Linked DNA regions of Triticum aestivum: region 1 is linked to region 2. The links are chromatin contacts, called in public Hi-C maps. All regions are on one chromosome and are shown on one strand. Each heading gives the region's core, a stretch centred on a gene start, on an enhancer-like site or on the middle of the called end of the contact. The rest is flanking DNA. Distances are from core to core; before and after follow the strand shown. Region 1 holds the start of LOC123189571 (plant UBX domain-containing protein 1). Region 2 holds the start of LOC123189568 (elongator complex protein 3).

Region 1 (4,940 bases), core at 898-3,397, 350 kb after region 2:
ATACAATTCCCTTTGTCTAGCGGTATTGTACTTGCCCGAGATTCGATCGTCGGTATCCCGATACCTTGTTCAATCTCGTTACCGGCAAGTCTCTTTACTCGTTCCGTAACACATCATCCCGTGATCAACTCCTTGATCACATTGTACACATTATGATGATGTCCTATCGAGTGGGCCCAGAGATACCTCTCCGTCACACGGAGTGACAAATCCCAGTCTCGATTCGTGCCAACCCAACAGACACTTTCGGAGATACCCATAGTGCACCTTTATAGCCACCCAGTTACGTTGTGACGTTTGGCACACCCAAAGTATTCCTACGATATCCGGGAGTTGCACGATCTCATGGTCTAAGGAAATGATACTTGACATTAGAAAAGCTTTAGCATGCGAACTACACGATCTTGTGCTATGCTTAGGATTGGGTCTTGTCCATCACATCATTCTTCTAATGATGTGATCCCGTTATCAATGACATCCAATGTCCATGGTCAGGAAACCGTAACCATCTATTGATCAACGAGCTAGTCAACTAGAGGCTTACTAGGGACATGGTGTTGTCTATGTATCCACACATGTATCTGAGCTTCCTATCAATACAATTCTAGCATGGATAATAAACAATTATCATGAACAAGAAAATATAATAGTAACTAATTTATTATTGCCTCTAGGGCATATTTCCAACATTCGGTCATTCCCGACCTCGACCCGACCCCAGTTTCCCATCTCCCAGCCTCCACAGGCAACACCACCACCAGTCCATGATGCAACCACCACCTCCATGCCTCCCACGCAGTGACCATTAACCGCCACAATGCCTTGCAACGCGAAGCCTTCTGCTCTCGCAGGTCCCAGTGCACTGCTGCTCTACCTAGCCACTGTGTCGCCTACAACCAGACGTTGCGCGCCACCTGGAACCATGTGCCGATCGTCTCGTCCTAGGCCAACTTGCACCCCGTGGATGAGCTCCAGTGACGACAAAAGCCTCCATCTTATCCGATGCGACACCACAACCAACCCATGTTCTCATTCGACATTTCCACATCTAGAGCCAATGTTTTTCTCACCATGCCATATTTCGGGTAATCAAGGCTACCCGAACCAAATTTTCGGGCACCCGAATTGTTGGGTAGCTATTTTTTTAAGGATTTTTTGGGTGTTAATTTTGGAAACCTGAATCTTTTTTACCCGACCTGATTGTTTGGGTAAAGTTGAACGCCCAGGCTAAGATAGTGGAGGAAGGGATAGGGTTGACTTTTTGTGGGAGTTGAACGAAATGAGAGGGTCATGTAAAAATATTTCGTGGGTTGCCTTTGTGTCGTATGCAACGGATGCCTATTTGTGTGAGATTTTCGCGGCTAGGCGGAGGCCTCCTTTTAAAAGAATATTCCTAGCATCCAGGTAGCTCTACTCTTTCCCATCCATGAACCAAACAACTAGCGTTTAGACAAAAAAAGGGCTACCCTTGTCTCGGGGTGGGATAGCCCAACAACCAAACGCACCAAATCAAAGAACCCTCACTTCCATTCCTCTAATTTACCTATACTTTCCTTTCAAAATAAAACGCAAATGAATCATAAGAGAAAAAAAATCATAAGAATCTAACCCTACAAATGAAATGAAACGATCAACATAGTTTTTTTTCCTCTTTAAATTAAACAACCCTCGCTTCCCGCACACCAACAATTGAATATTATTCAATAGTTTCCATTCCTCTGATTTATCTATACTTAAACGCAGATGAATCCTAAGAGAAAAAATCCAAAAAAAATCTAACCCTACAAATGAAACGATCAACATTGGTTTTTTCCTCTTTAATTTAAATTAAAAAACCCTCACTTCCAGCACACCAGCAATTGAATATTATTCAATAGTTTCCATTTCTATGATTTACCTATACTTACCTTTCTCGCTCCGATGTTTTACACCATTCATATAATATATTTTACCCGCGTTCCAAACAGGACTCAGGGCCACTTCTTTGTGGCCCCCACATATCTTCCAATAAAATCCGGCAAAAAGAAAACGATATCTTCCACGAAAAGATTCACCACTCGCCCGGGGCCCGGGTGTCAGACTCCGCAACTCGGCCGCGCCCCCCACCGTGCCACACAAACCAGTATAAAAGGGGCTACGGTCACGCGCCTGCATGCACCAGCACCAGTACCTTTACCAGACCCGACCCGACCTGCAGCCGAGGCCCCACCTGACCTCCCCCCCGCGGTGCCCCGTCACGAAGCCGGTTCCCTGACGGTGCCACGAAGGCCGTGTCCGACCCCGATGGAAGCAGAGTACCCCCAAATAAACCCTCTCCTCCTCTGCTCCAGGCGCCGGAAAAGGGTGGAGGACGAGGGAGGGCTCGAGCTGCTGCTGTCCATGGATCTCGACGAGGAGGAGACGCGCCCGGAGCAGCAGGCGCCGCCCCGGGTTCCGGTACATCTCCCCTCCCTACCTCCCTCTCGCGCCTCCGTCTCTTGGGTTTCTTGGGCGAGTTCTTTGGCGGGGTGGAGTTCTTGGAGGGATGGGTACGGTGAAGGCCGCGCGATCTTGGGTGGGGGGCGGAGTTCTTGGCGGCGGGATGGGCGGCGTAAAGCGAGGATTCGCGCCTGGGATCGGGCGGTGGGCGCGCTCTTTCCTGATTCTTTGCGTCGGGGGTTAGCATCTTAGCGGGGCGTTCTTGGCTGGAAAGGGCGCCGAGATGGTGCGCTGGTTCGTGGGCATTGGTGCGTTGTGCTAGAGATTGCAGTTCTTGATGCTTCTTTACCTGCCAACTTTGTGTATGGAGGAGTGATTCCATACTTGTACAGCCGCATGGTGGGTGATTGGGGAATCCGCCTGGCTGGATGTATGCCTTGCGGAAGACGAGTTCTTTGACCTAGGTTTTAATCAATGGGTTCTTTCAATTGAGGGTTCGTCTTTATTGCTGTTGGCAGCACGAGGTTTCAAGGGGGAAATAGGCTCTGTAGATCTGTTAAGGTCCAAAAAGATTTTGTAGATCCCAGCAAATGAAGTGCCTGTTATTGTTTCTTTGTGTGAGATTGCTGGCAACATACTTGAAACTGAAGGATTAACATTTTACCACGGCATGCTGTAGCCTCTATGGTTTGCATTTGAGAGATTCTGTCTGTATGAACATTGATGGCCATGACAAGTTTAGGGGCCATCTGTAGCTTCGTCTACGTGAAGCTCTTTATGTTCTCACAATGCCTTGGTCGTGCTAGGCATATATGGTTATCGGTTGATTGGCAGAAAAGCAGTACTGTATCTTGGGACAAGTTTGGAGGGAGGCTGCCAGGTGCTCTGCAAAACACCGTAATGGCTGAAACCTACATGCTGTCAACTTGTTATTGACAACATCAATACTCTTTTGCTTGCCCTGTGATAGATGCTCAATTATTCGTAATTGTGTGCCCTCTGGTGTCAAATATAATCGAAAGCTGTCTTTGAACTTCAGAAAGACATCTGTGGCTTCATTTCGAATACATTTTTGTGCCGTATTTTTTCTCACATTGATCCTTTTTCGAATAAGCACCCATGAGTCTGTAGACTTTTCTGCTCAGGCGGTTGGTTTATACTTTGTGTCCAAATCATCGATAGGTTGATAATTATATGAAGTGTAAAACAATCAGTTGTAGCACTTGTATTCATCTGCCCATGAAAGACTGTTCTTCTTTGGTCAGAACCTCTGTGTTATGATTTTCCATGAATAGAAAAGTAAAACGTAAAATGAAGTCTGACAACTACATTTTCTTCAAAATCACAGGACAAGCTGAAAGCAGTGTCACAAGAGCTTGGACATGAGATCCGGATATTTACAAGCACAACATTTGAGCTAATGACTAGCAAATTGGCCAAGGCAGATCAGGGTAAATCCTTTTACTTGCTTTTGCTTTACTCAATTCTATTATGTGTCTTTATGGTAATTGCATTGTGACATGAAAACATGGTTCATGCAGAGGAAGACGATGACTTTTATGAGCTTCAGCCTAGTGATTATTACAAGTTGATTTCAAATAGGCTTGCAGGTTACTTAAATACTCTCTTGATATTGTCTGGGAACATTTACATTTATTACTTAAACATCCTACTTGGCATTGTCCAAGCTTTCTAATTTCTTAACTGTAACAATGTTTAAAATTTGACACCTTGCAGAACAATCGAAAGTTCTGAAGACTCGTAAAATAAGGGAAGCAGAACTTGCTGCTCAACGAGCAAGGCTAACAAAGGTAGGAAGGAATATGATGCACTATGCTACTGTTTAATTATTATGATTATGTAGGAGTGGCATAGCACTTGTACTAATACCACTTTTCATCTTCTAGCTCATTGTATTTTGCTTATTGATTTTATCTAGCCTTATATTAACAGTACCTCCGGACATGTTCTAAGGGAAAATTTGTTTCGTAGAATAAATATATCTGCAAAGTCTAGCTGCTGGCATGTGAAATCCTATGAAGAAATACTTCAAATGATGCACATTGTTTGGATTACTCCCTCCGTTTCTTTTTACTCCACGTATAAAATTTGGTCAAAGTCAAACTACACAAAATTTGACCAAATTTATATCGAAAAATATGAACATATATAATACTAAAACTATATAGTAGTATGAAAATACATTTCATGGTGCATCTGACAATATTGATTTCATATTGTGAATGATGATATTTTTCAATACAAAGTTAGTCAAACTTTTAAAAACTTGACTTTTACCAAACCTTATACTCGGACTAAAAAGAAACGGAGGGAGTATTTATATTTCAAAGTAGCTTCTTTTGCCTTTCCTTATTAATTCAGTATTACTAATTTAGTAGTAGAAAGTTCCCTGTGTCATCCTCATTTAATTGGTTTATGTGTTCGTCCCTCTCTGAATCTAGTTTCAGGGCAAATTCCATTTTGTTGCTAACCTTCTTAACTGTAGGCAGTGGCGAGGGTTC
Region 2 (4,722 bases), core at 160-2,659:
CTCTGTTTGTGTCACGTGCAACATCCTCATATGTACTCTGAACACCAATTTCTAAGCGGGTACATCCATAAGATAGCATCTGCCGCAAATGAGGCCCCAGGCAATAATCAGGTCTCCTGGAATAAAAAGACTAATTAGATGTTGTTTCATGGGAAAAATAACAGGGGATTTTTTCAAATGCAACCAAGAAGAATGGATATATGTTGAACGACCCTTACGTCTCAATTGTCATACCGATACATTTGACAGCACTATGTTCTGAATAACAAACCGCCTCCTCAACATTAGCAGAAGTATGCCCCGATAAAGCATCATGGAGATTTCTGATGAAATAATCACGATAATCAGCTGGTAAAGACATGAAAGTCCCACCCATCAAAATGAACTCGACCTGCAAAAGAGTATATTTGAATTACCTTGCACTTAGAATGCATCAAGTATAAGTAGATTGAGCATGAAATCACTCAAAGCAAGATGAAATAGTTTCTTGGGCTAGGGACAAACCTTATCCGCACTATGACCGAGCCTTTTGAGCTGATCTATCCTGCTTCTGGCCTGCACATATGGATTGTACCTACAATTGCAACTCCAGATCGGTAAATACATTTTCAAAAGCATCTCTAGAAAGCAGTCAAAATGATAAGAGTACTTGTATAGATACATCGCTCAACACAACCTGTGGCTATTAGATTTTTATGCGCAGAGATCAAATAGATCACTAGTGAAACCTTGTTTGCACTAATTAACAGTCCAATGAGACACAATTTTCAGTCACATAGGAAGGATTCAATTGCAATGCAAACTGAAGCATGCATTTTGTATTTCTAACAATGTGTTAACAGCATTAGTAGTAGTAAATCACCTTGCCCGGATAGCGCGCATGCTGGTGGGCTCGTATCCAGTGTAGGACTGGGTGCTGTACTCGAAGTCGGAGTCGGGGCCTCCCGGGCAGTAGACGCAGATGTTCCCCGTGGTGGCGATGTGGGGGCACCGGTGCGGCTTGGACATCACGGCGACCACCGCGATGCCCGAGGCCGTGCGCACGGGCTTGGCGCGCAGGCGGGGCAGCAGCGCCGCGCGGTCCGCCTCCGGCACGGCGGCGATCATCTCCACCAGCTTGGGCGCGCGGGCGAGCCCGTAGCGGCGGCACGCGGCCGACTTGAGCGCGTTGAGGTCCACGTCCTCCCCGCGGCGCGAGAGCTCGCCCATCTCCGACACGATCTCCGCGATGGCCCGCACCCTCGCCTCCTCCTCGGAGAGCCCCGCGGGCAGCACCACGCCCCCGCGCCCCGGCGTCGGCTTCCGGCGGCGCGGCTGGTCGGCCGCGGCCGCGGCTACGGCGGCGGCCATCGGGAAGGGTTTCGGCGAAGGGTTTTTTTTGGCCTCGGAGGGACGAAACTGGAGTTGGGCTCGGTCGGTGTCTGGCCTTTGCCTTCTCTACCGGCCGGTTCGACCCTTCTCCGCCCAGCACAGCCGTCAGATCGCGAACGGACGGTGCCGATTAATACACGTCGAACCAGAATGTAAACTAGTATAGGCCAGTAATTAAATCCTTCTGCTCACGGGAAAATCCTTTCTCCTCTGCTCTGCTCTGCTCTCTCCCCCCATCTCTTGCGGCAGAAGCAAAGCGCGGCGAGGCGAGCGTGCGGCGGCGAGATGGACGGCGGCGGCGAGGAAGGGAAGCAGCAGCCGCAGCTGGTTCTGGCGCACAAGCTGTTCCTCCTCTCGCAGCCAGACGTGGACGACCTCGCCAAGGTCGGCCTCCGCGATGACGTCCTCGCCGCAGTGAAATCCGATGGTACCAAACCCCGCCTCCTCCTCGAATCTGCTTCCTCACCCGTGGGTCGGTTTAGGGTGGTCTGATTCGATCCGATGCGCTTGTTTTTTCCAGACATGGCGGCGCTGTACGAGTCGCTGGCGGCCGACGGCGTGCTGGAGATGGACGCGGCGCTGCTCGCGGAGATGCGCGGCCGGATCGAGGAGGAGACCAAGAAGTTCGACGAGAAGTGAGTGGATCTCTCCGGCCTATCCTTTTTCATGCTCGAATTTCAGGCTACTTTCTAGGGTTTCAAATACTCCTGCCGTCGATACATCTAACATAGTTTGACCACTCCATATAGATTATCTGATAATTTAGCCCTTAGAAACCCACAGTGTTACGAGCTCTAGACTGTGATTGTGCAATTCTTCATTTGTTCTTGATGCTCCTGTTGTTTCTCAGCATTATAATAACTAGTACTAACTAGTATTCGCCCTTCCAATATTGCCAAATTTGGATGTCTTAAAAACTACTAGTACTACCAAATTTCTTTTTCCTATAATATTGATACAGTTTGTCTAATTCACATCTAAATATTTTCTAAGGATGTCATCTAAGCTCCCACAAATAAGGCAGCAACAAGGAACAAAAAAAAAAGCTGGGACAAAAAAAAAATAGACCACAAACATAGTGGACATCAGGCTATGTCACATCTAGATGTGTCCTAGACAGACCCTGATTGATATCATGAGATATGAAGGGCATACTAAAATGTGCTGGTTTAAGGTTACTGATGGACAACCATCTAGATCAGTAGTGGAACAGCAGCTGATAGTAAATAGAGAATTGATGTGTACACAAACAAATTACTGGTCTCCAGAAAGGTCTGCAGTTTAAGCAGTCAGAATTTTTTCTGCAAAGATTGAAAATGTGCACTCTTGTTATCTAGACTCTGAACTTGTGAAGTGTATCGCTTCTTTTTCCCACCTTCTGTTTCATCTGAATCTGCATTATGTTGGTTTTGTTCTTGGCTTCTACTGCTTAATATCATTCAACTATCTATGCATAAAGGATCGCGGATGCTGAAGAGAATTTGGGTGAGAGTGAAGTGCGTGAAGCCCATCTAGCCAAATCCTTGTACTTCATAAGGGTTGGCGAGAAGGCATGTCTACATATCTAATGTCTTCCACCGTGTTAGGTTTTCGTTATATGTTTTAGATATTTTCTTCTGACCTAAATATCCAAAATTTCAGGAAAAAGCGCTGGAGCAGCTTAAAGTTACTGAAGGCAAAACTGTAGCTGTGGGGCAGAAGATGGATCTTGTTTTCTACACTTTACAGATTGGCCTTTTCCATATGGACTTTGATCTCATCTCAAAGTCCGTTGACAAGGCCAAAATGTAAGTATGAAGTCTTGTAGTTTAGCTATTTGCTACTGTACTTGTTTTGCATTATGATGTGTAATACTGAGCAACCTCCTTTCCTGATCGAAGCTTGTTTGAAGAGGGTGGTGATTGGGAGAGGAAGAACAGATTGAAAGTGTACGAAGGCTTGTACTGCATGGCCGCTAGAAATTTCAAGAAGGCTACTAGCTTATTTTTGGATTCCGTTTCAACTTTCACAACTTATGAGTTGTTCCCCTATGATACCTTCATCTTTTACACGGTCCTTACAAGTGTTATCACATTGGACCGCGTATCACTGAAACAAAAGGTACGTATTCATCTTTTCTCCTTCAAGTGTGCTTGTTTAACTTGAATGTGGATAGAATACCTATTTTAACAATAATGTTGACAGGTTGTAGACGCACCTGAGATCCTGGCTGTAATTGGCAAAGTACCTCACCTCTCGGAGTTTCTCAATTCCCTCTACGATTGCCAGTACAAGTCATTTTTTGTGGCATTCTGTAAGTGAAGGATCACTTTATCCTGTCATATTCTTGTGTTTATTCTGATGAGCAGTAATGCTTGTTTGGCTGTTCTGGTGGGGTTAGCTCTTTGGGTTTGTCATATCTGGTTCATGTTTGTTTTCAGCTGGCCTGACGGAGCAGATCAAGTTAGACCGATACTTGCAACCACATTTCCGCTACTTCATGCGTGAAGTGCGCACTGTTGTCTATTCACAGTTCCTTGAGTCATACAAGAGTGTGACGATGGAAGCAATGGCTGCCTCATTTGGTGTGACAGTTGATTTCATAGACCAGTAAGAATTTTTGTTGATGTTATTACTCTTGCATGTCATGCATCATCTCCTGGTGCTGATACTGTGTATGTCTGTATGATATAATTGATGTGGCTAACCTTTTTTCTCCCAACACAGGGAATTGTCGCGCTTTATTGCTGCTGGGAAACTTCACTGCAAGATTGATAAGGTTGCTGGTGTCCTGGAGACGAACCGACCTGATGCACGTAATGCCTTCTACCAGTCGACCATCAAGCAAGGAGACTTCCTGCTGAATCGCATACAGAAGCTGTCGCGAGTCATTGACCTGTAGGCTTTCTTTGTGAGGTTTGGAGCAGCTCCTTGGACAACCCTACCTTACTCAAGCTTCCCTTACAAGACTTTGCTTTGGCTCCTGCGGAGTACTGGCAGTATTGCATTTTGCGTTTCAAATCGGTCAAAGGGAAAGAGGGGTAGGTTTTTTCTTTTCAATCTGAGGATTTGACTTGTAATCTAACTATATGGGTCGAGGGAATTGCAGACCATTGTTTGTAGATGGTTGTTTCCACGATGAATTCGTCCATTTTTTATTACAATTTTATGACCAGCGTTTTACCTTTCTTAGAAAACGAGCATAATTGGCAACAAATACTTTGTGCTAACTTTTTCTAAAAAAAATGCACAACTTTACTGCACCAGCAAAAAGTGAGGAACGCAAGATTGCACGAAGGTTTCTATTTGGCATTCCTCTTTCATGATTCCCTCTCACAACCCATTCCAATATATATCCGACGTTCCCTGAAG

What was found. Hi-C and Micro-C count contacts between places; a contact is called where the count stands out from the background.
Region 1: a Hi-C map of leaf shows a contact between it and region 2, with 6 times the contacts expected there. The contact joins the promoter of LOC123189571 here to the promoter of LOC123189568 in region 2. A contact is called at or near these places in 3 of 5 Hi-C or Micro-C datasets (all in leaf).

Annotation. Positions count from the first base shown.
Region 1 is chr2A:585,602,729-585,607,668 of IWGSC CS RefSeq v2.1, forward strand. LOC123189571 (plant UBX domain-containing protein 1) reads left to right here and starts at 2,148. Exons shown (of 8, transcript XM_044602015.1): 1 at 2,148-2,436; 2 at 3,767-3,869; 3 at 3,960-4,028; 4 at 4,156-4,229; 5 at 4,925-4,940. The coding sequence starts at 2,284.
Region 2 is chr2A:585,257,756-585,262,477 of IWGSC CS RefSeq v2.1, forward strand. LOC123189568 (elongator complex protein 3) reads right to left here and starts at 1,410. Exons shown (of 9, transcript XM_044602012.1): 1 at 863-1,410; 2 at 505-574; 3 at 219-391; 4 at 1-116. The coding sequence starts at 1,350. LOC123189569 (26S proteasome non-ATPase regulatory subunit 6) reads left to right here and starts at 1,541. Exons shown (of 8, transcript XM_044602013.1): 1 at 1,541-1,798; 2 at 1,892-2,006; 3 at 2,831-2,921; 4 at 3,013-3,158; 5 at 3,252-3,471; 6 at 3,556-3,664; 7 at 3,792-3,960; 8 at 4,078-4,519. The coding sequence starts at 1,657. The coding sequence ends at 4,252.